Regions from separate parts of the Zea mays genome. Here region 2 is linked to region 1. Evidence: chromatin contacts called from public Hi-C data. All regions are on one chromosome and are shown on one strand. Each heading gives the region's core, a stretch centred on a gene start, on an enhancer-like site or on the middle of the called end of the contact. The rest is flanking DNA. Distances are from core to core; before and after follow the strand shown. Region 1 holds the start of LOC103627164 (F-box protein At5g50450). Region 2 holds the start of LOC103627167 (U-box domain-containing protein 73).

Region 1 (3,908 bases), core at 844-3,343:
AAACATGGTCAACTACTCATAACACAAGAGTCTTGGGTTCAATTATGTTAACAAGAAGCATTCAAACATTTGAATGATCCACAACATAAGGTCCATAGTGTCACAAAACATTTAATGAAGGATGTTTTTTCATGGAAATCATTTGGCCCATCATCCAAATGGAGGGAAACAAATGCCACCCACCCTATAAGCACTTTATGCTCACAATCATGTGGGCCAAATAAGATCATTTGGGCACACATTCTCAAGGCCCATGTGCGTCACTTTCTAGACGAGTTCACTTGTCACTTATTGGTTTTATTTTCTCCATTTATAAAACTTGGGCCTTCTACATATATGTTACTATACTCTTTCTCTTCTTTTGCGGTTGTCCCGCATATGGGCTAAGGACATTCTCAATGGTAATGCCAAATCGCTAATGTAATTGGGTAGACACTGAAAACAATAAAAAATACAAGAAGTATGACGTGACTCTACATAGAGCATTCGATTTGAGAGATAGAGCTTTTTTGTGGTTCATGTAGACTAGTGAGTTTAGACACGCTAGCGTGTTATTCTCCTCCATTATGCCAGATGAAACCGTATGTAAGCTATCAGTTTAGTAACCGTTGTGGATACCCTAAGTAGATGCAACTTTTTGTGTGGTTTGAGGATACACGTGCATGGGGTGAAATGATGAGTTTTTTTGTCGTGATGTGGATTGATGACTGACGTTAGCATGCAAGAAGTTTGCATTGTGCGATACTAGTCCATTATCCCTACAAATATGAACATTTTCTTTATTTGGCATTAATCTTTGTTTTGCAATGTTTATCATAAATCTAACATAACATGATCCATATTGTATACTTTTGGGAATACTATTCTTACTATCAATTTATATGTCAGCGATGTTAACCTAACCTACAAATGAAGTTCTGCAAAGTTGCTACACTGTTTGTGCACAAGCTATTATATATTAGATGTATAATAGAAACTACTATCATCCCCACCACATAAATTATTAGTACAAGAGGCGTTATCTATAAGCACAAGTTGCTCGCGGTCATACAACATATTTTGCTACACTACCTTGGTTTATATAATATCAAGAACTAATAAGGAATATTGTATCAATACAGTTTTGTATTGGGGTATTTTTAATTGTTCTCATGGCGAACCTGTATTTTTCAAATTATATTTTTAATATTCTTTTATGTTGATAGCATTTTCTCTATGAGATTTTGTTGTAATTCCTCTGATAATTTCTTAACGATCACTCAATCTATGTTTGGATGGTTCTTGTTGCACAATTGAATTGTTGCTATGGCAAAACACTATATAATTTTGTTGTCATTCTTTTTTCGAAAGCATGCAAAGAAGTTTGTGCATCTTTGGATGAAGATCGAGAAAATGTTGAAGTTGCAAGGACACACTACTATGGGCAGGGTGTTGTTTTACAATTCGGGTTGCTCCCCTAGCAAATTAAAGATGGGGCTTAGGCGATTACTCACGAATAAGCTGTCTAACTTAGAGTCTCCGACGTCAATACAGCGGTCCGCCTCTTGCTTGATCAAGGAAAGGATTTGCTAGACAGGTGTTGTTGCTACTCAAATTTGTTTTTAGGTGTTTCCATCTATGATGGCAGGTTTAAAATGTCCCCATGTGACTATATATTACATGTTGTTCTTGTCAAATACCGTACCACACAATCTAGCTACATGTTCTTTTCTAATATGCTCTTGTGGCATGTTTGAATTGTTTCCAGTAAAAGTACATCTATCATTCTTGTGGTATGTTTTAACATTTCGCATCGTAATTTGTTTTAACATATAATGAAGTGACTATATATATGTTTTAACATTATTTCTCATCTTTCTAATGAACTATTAAATCGCATATATGTTTAAAATTCAGTGTCTTAGTGGTGGCCAAAGTTAACGCAAGAGCGCCCACGTACGAACAAGCTTAGGAAGGCCGTGGGCCTGTTGGGGGGCATGCAAAACGTTCGATTCGAAGCAGCAGGCGAACGGCTGTCCCGGACGGAGGACATGCCGTCGATCCTAACTAACGGCGCGCGACCCCGGGGGGCAGCAGGGGTTTTGGGTAAACTGGCCGCGCGCCGCATCTGCGTGCCCACCCCGCCTCCTCCCCTCGCTATAAATAGCACCGCCATGGCCAGCCTCCGCTTAACTATCTCCATCTTCTCTCTTCACTCCGAGGATCGGAGTGAAAGGAGCACTAGCTACTGGCAGTATGGTGAGTCTGTGTCTGCAGGCGAAGAGGCCTCGGGTGGGGGCGGCGCCACGGGTTGTGGCGAACCAGATGGGGGCGTTCGAGGTGCTGCCCCAGGAGCTGATCCTCTCCGTGCTCACCGCCCTGTCGTCGGCCGCGGACAAGCCCGCCGACCTCTTCAACGTCATGCTTGTGTACGTGCACGCGCCGGCCGGACCCCATGCATCCTAGCCTAGCTAGCTACATGTTTTTTTTTTTGGTTTGCTCTCTGATTCTGCTGGAAGAAGGCACAGCATGACATGGACGAGCCCATGCATGCTTGGAGTAATTAATTGTTGATTATTACTAGCTCCGCTTCGAACCATGGCATGCAGGTGCCAGGAGTTCTGCAGGCTGGTGACTAACCCGCAGGTGATCCGGGCGGCGTCGGCGGCGTGCGTGTCCGTGCTCCCGCGCAGGTGGTGCGCAGCCGCCGACCGTTTCCTCCGCTTCTGCGGCGACAACGGCAACGCGGACGCCAACTTTTTCCTCGGCATGGTGCGTCGTCCCGGCCCGTGTGTCTCATTCCCGTCTCCCGAGTACTATAAGTGGTCCTGCGTGCTTGTCTTTAGTAGTCTACTACGCGGACAACGAACGCACATCACATAAACTGAAGTGAATACATACTGATCGATTGATGGATGCATCCATGTCCATCGATCGGGGATCTTTCGGCTTCTCTCTGTCTGCACGCACCCGATCGACACACACAGATCCAGTTCTACTGCTTGGGGCTCCAGACCCATGGGTGGTCCCGCATGCTGATGGCGGTGCGGTCGGGCCACGCGCACGCCGCCTTCGCCGCGGCCGTCGTCTACTACAACGGCAGCTGCATCGACCACAACCAGAGGCAGCCGCTGGCGGCCGCGAACCTGTTCGCGCTGGCGGCGTGCCGCGGCCACATGGGCGCGCTGCGCGACCTGGCCTTCTGCGTCAGCAACGGGCTGGGCGTGCGGCAGGACGCCGAGGCCGGCCGCCGCCTCACCTTCACGGCCAACCTGCGGGAGTTCCGCGCCACGTACCCGACCGCGGCGGAGCAGGCGGTGGCGTACGCCCACGTGGTCGGCAACCCCGGGTGCCTCACCAGCGAGCTCGGCTGCTTCACCACCGTGCCGGCCAGCCTGCGGGGGTGGGCGCACCCGGCCAACCGGTTCCTGTGCGACTGGTTCTCGGCGAACCCGCTGCCGTTCCCGCCGCGGCGCCTGCTGCTCATGTGCTCCATGCCCACCTGCGGCCGCCCGGAGACGCGGGGCCTCGAGTACCGCCGCTGCCCCGTCTGCGGCATCGCGCGCTACTGCTCCCGCTCCTGCCAGTCGCTGCACTGGAGGATGGGCCACACGCGGGAGTGCGTCCCCACGCACCAGTGGCTCATGGAAGCCATTGCCAACCACGCCGTCGTCAATGCCGACGACGGCGCCAATGCTGCTGCTATGCCCGCTGTCAACAATAATAGCGCCACTCACCACAACAATCTCGGTGGTGCTGCTGCTGATGCTCCTGCTCCTAAGTAGACATGCGTCGACGAGCCGGCCCGCTAGCTATTCACCAGCGCTAGCTACTACACCTCTCCTATCCTATGTTCTCAGTTAACTTTCTGTCAGACAGTAGTTTTGTTTTCCTTCGTGTAATCGCCTAGATATATATATTTCCATTTC
Region 2 (3,918 bases), core at 193-2,692, 220 kb before region 1:
CGGACTACACCTAACTCAGTCAAGACTCAAGAGTGCCTTGTCATTAGAAGGAGCAATGAGCATCTCTAACTGCTTATTGGTGCAAAGCAAAGTTATTAGCCCGTCCCCACATTCCAGCCATCAAGAAACTAATAAAGGACTACACCAAACACTTGAGACTGTCAATGTATCAAGAACTTTAAGAACCGATAAGGGCATGCACAAACCTGAGACGTTGCTTCGGGTTTCTAAGTACAAGAGACACTTAAGATACTCTGATATAATTCTGAGCCTCTAGACTATAAATACAGTTAAGAAACAATATGCATAGAGTTGTGTAGTTTTCCAAATACAAGAGACACTTAAGAGACTCTGTGATACAACTCTGAGCCCTAAACTATAAATACAGTTAAGAGACAATATGCATATAGAGTCACGAAGAGAAGAGTCTGTCTCTTGCAATTTTTTTCATCTAACCCATAGAGACCTCAAGAGACCCATATTAAACATTGGTTTTTTAAGGTGGTTCCATATTAAATGGATTGTACATGCTTTAAGAGAGACAAGGCAGAACGCAGCATGAGCCAAAGACAAGAAGGCAGAGCAATCTATGATACGTACATTACCATGAGGCCATTTGGACCTGAACTCGGCAGGCAACACGGGGACTCTCTCCCTCCCTTTGAAGGAGACATCCATGAGGCCCTTCATAGCAAGCTCCATATCAACAAACGCCCCGCTGTTCTGGCCTCCCTGGATTCTCGCCAACGCGGACTTCATCATGGTCGCCGCATGGACAGACCTGTCCTGAGCCGCGGGCTGCACGTCGTCTCCCTCGGCACCTGCTTCCGACGGATGCCTGGGCGCGGAACTCGCGACGTCGGCACCCTCCTTAGCGCGCTCCTGCTCTTCTCGCTGCGTGCCTACCAGAACTCCAGGCGACGGGGGAGCGGTCGTCAAGGCAGCGGAGTCATTCTTGCTCTTCTTGGACGCATTCCCGAGCAGCCGCCTCCACAGCGGTACATTGGTGGCTTGCTTGGCCGCGTAGCTCCTCTCTATCGCCCTCTCCACGGAGCGGAGCAACTCCTCCTCTTTGGACGAAAGCCTCGGGGAAGACATGGCGCCTGTCCTTCTAGGACTCTTGCCCTGCTAAGTCGAGGCGAATGAGGAGGTGGTGGTGGCCTGGTAGGTTCTTGGTTTGTGAGTTGGTTTCTGGACGGAAGAGTCGATGACGACGTTGGGTTCAGGGCAATATATATAGGGGAGGGCGAGAAGCGGTGGTGGTTTGCCTATGAGGATAGCGCGGCGCGGCGAGATCGATCAGACATTTCGTCGAGCACGAAGCACATAAGGACTAAGGTCTCGTCCTTTCCTCGATCGCCTGCGGGCTGCGGCAATACCAGCGTGGCAGCGTCCGAGACAGCGACGGCATTCGCCGCTCGCTGGAGACAGGCAATTGTGCGTGCTCCGCCGCGGGCAGTAAGGCATGCCGTCGGCAGGTGGGACCGTGGGAGGCTTGCGTGAGGCAGTGCGGGACTGCGGGGAGGGGGAGTGACCGAGGGGCAGGATGTGCGAGGTGCGACATCTGGGAGCGAGCTGCGAGCAAGTCTGGTTTGCGCGAGTGCTTTTGCGACAGCGAACGAGGTGTGCATGCTCGACAACCGACATGGTTACGACCCAGTGTCGAAACACCATGAGGGCGACGTTTGTGGAAGTTCGCTCGAACAACCTAAGGGCATATAGAGTGGAAGATACCATATCGGTTCTCTAAACATAAACGACAACTAAAACACTCTATTATACAATAAAGTGTTTATAAATATAGTCTATTAATAAATACAAAAGTGAATGTGTCTTTAGAGCATCAGATTGATATAACAGACGACAAATTCGTACCAGGGAAGTAAAGGCATCTGTTACTACTTGTTATGAGTCAGAGATGTCTCTTAACGAAGGGACGACTATATGATTTTTTTTTTGCAAATTTCCCTTTAGACACCTCAAAAAACCTCTATATTAAACACCATTGTACATGGCCTAAGCAGCAACATGGCTACCCTGATAGAGGAGTCATTCTACTCAGCAAACGACCTGACGAGTTAGGCCCTGTTTGAAAGCAACCTAGTTTTTAAGAATCTAGTTTATATCTACAATTTCTAGAAACTGGTTAACGGTGTTAAGAACCACCTCAGTTTTCATAAACTGCCTTTAGCTAGGTGAGACTAGATTCTTGGTTTTTAAGAAACCGATAATCCAATGTCTATAAACTAGTATGTTTGGAATAAACTAGTTTCTTAAAAATCGGGTGTTGTTTGGAATAAACTAGTTTCTTAAAAATCGGGTGCTTCCAAACAGGCTCTAGTCGAGCATGAGGTTGGACCGTTGGAGTCGAGATCATGGTGTTGTGCGATGTCAGAATCGAACCTAGTCATGGACGGCAGTGTGAATGGGGACAAGAATTATGTGATCTAACCTCTAGCTTGTTTGGTAGCCACGAGAATGGAGGGGATTTGAGAGGTTAAGGACATGTTTGGCATGGCTCTACTCCACCCTAAAATAGCTCTGCTCAAATTCTAGAACGGAGCATATCTACTTCAGAGTTTAGATTGCTTTCTCATAAACACTGGCAATGGTGGGTAAATACCTTTAAACTACATGTTTAGGTTGTCTTTTAAGGATTTTAGAGCTGTAAAAGGAGTACTCCAAAAATTTGCACTTTAGCTCTTAAAACTCTATAGAGTTTGCAACTCTCGAGTTAGAGTGTTTGGTTGACTCTATCCAGCACCTCTGGAGTTTTGCTCTGGAGCTATGCCAAACACCCCTAAAATCCCTTTACTATTTAATTTTAAATAATAAGGTGATTTTAACCCTTTCAATTTCCTTCTTCCAAACATGCGGTAAGGCTGCCTTCGATGGTATTGCTCCCATGTGGAGGAACACTCACACACTGTTTTCCCTAGATGGCTCAAAAGATTCCCCGCAAACGAGCGTGGATGAACAAATTCCCGACACATGTGACGTAAAGAATATACGCCCGAAAACACCGTTTTAGCTAATTGATGACGCGAGTGAAGTTTACAGGCACATATAGAGGAAGTCGACGAGCAGACAAGCGCATGCGCTGGAGCGTCGAGTCGCTGGTGTCGCTCGTTTAGGGCCTCTCGTCCAGCACACGCAGCGCTCTACTGGGAACTTCGTAACGGTTATGAATCATTACGATACAAAGCAGATCAAAATAGAGAAAATATAAATTTAACGTGTAAACCCTCTCCAAAGCGAAAGGGGAAAATAACGGACGTCGGCCATCAACAATCTCACTATTTTTTTGGGTGGTTACAAAGCGTAGGAGATTTACAATAAGAAGACTATCTCCTTCGGATTACAAGTATATTTATAAAGGCAAAACCATAAAGTGAGTAGGGAACGATTCGTGCTTGGAACTCTCCGGCGATCTGTAACCACCCGTCCAAGCCTCCTAACGACGGGCCTCCGCTTTGCTCGCCAACTTGGCTGACTTCTTCAAAATTTAGATCACAAACTCAACAGTGACCTCACGGCATTGGTCAGGGAGGCACTCGACCTAGCGCGGCACACTGCCTCGTCCCCGCGCTGGGTGGACTACCGCGTCGTGCAACTGTCGCATCAGATGGAGGCGGCCGACCACGGATCGTGCGTTGGCTGGAGCAGGGAGCAGGAGCGGGCGAAGGACAAGGCAAGAGAGCAGGGAGCGAGCAGAGGTTGGGAATAGGAAACCACAGGAAGAGGGGATGCAACTTTCTTCCCTAGTTTTTTAAAGATTCACATGATATCCAATGTCCTATTGTTCGCATCAGTAAGCTTCAACATGCTATTTGTTGGTAAATTATGTGATATTGGATTCCAATGTCTATTCATAAATAAGGAGGTTGTTGTGTCTAAGAATGATGATAACCAAGTCAT

Evidence for each region. A called contact is a pair of places that touch in the nucleus more often than the background predicts.
Region 2: a contact with region 1 is called in a Hi-C map of ear, with 2.0 times the contacts expected there. The contact joins the promoter of LOC103627167 here to the promoter of LOC103627164 in region 1. A contact is called at or near these places in 3 of 25 Hi-C or Micro-C datasets (ear, leaf and tassel).

What each region holds. Positions count from the first base shown.
Region 1 is chr5:164,600,276-164,604,183 of Zm-B73-REFERENCE-NAM-5.0, reverse strand. It overlaps LOC103627164 (F-box protein At5g50450), which reads left to right and starts at 2,093. Exons shown (of 3, transcript XM_008647468.4): 1 at 2,093-2,408; 2 at 2,589-2,751; 3 at 2,967-3,908. The coding sequence starts at 2,236. The coding sequence ends at 3,764.
Region 2 is chr5:164,817,152-164,821,069 of Zm-B73-REFERENCE-NAM-5.0, reverse strand. LOC103627167 (U-box domain-containing protein 73) reads right to left here and starts at 1,442. Exons shown (of 3, transcript XM_008647470.4): 1 at 601-1,442. The coding sequence starts at 1,098.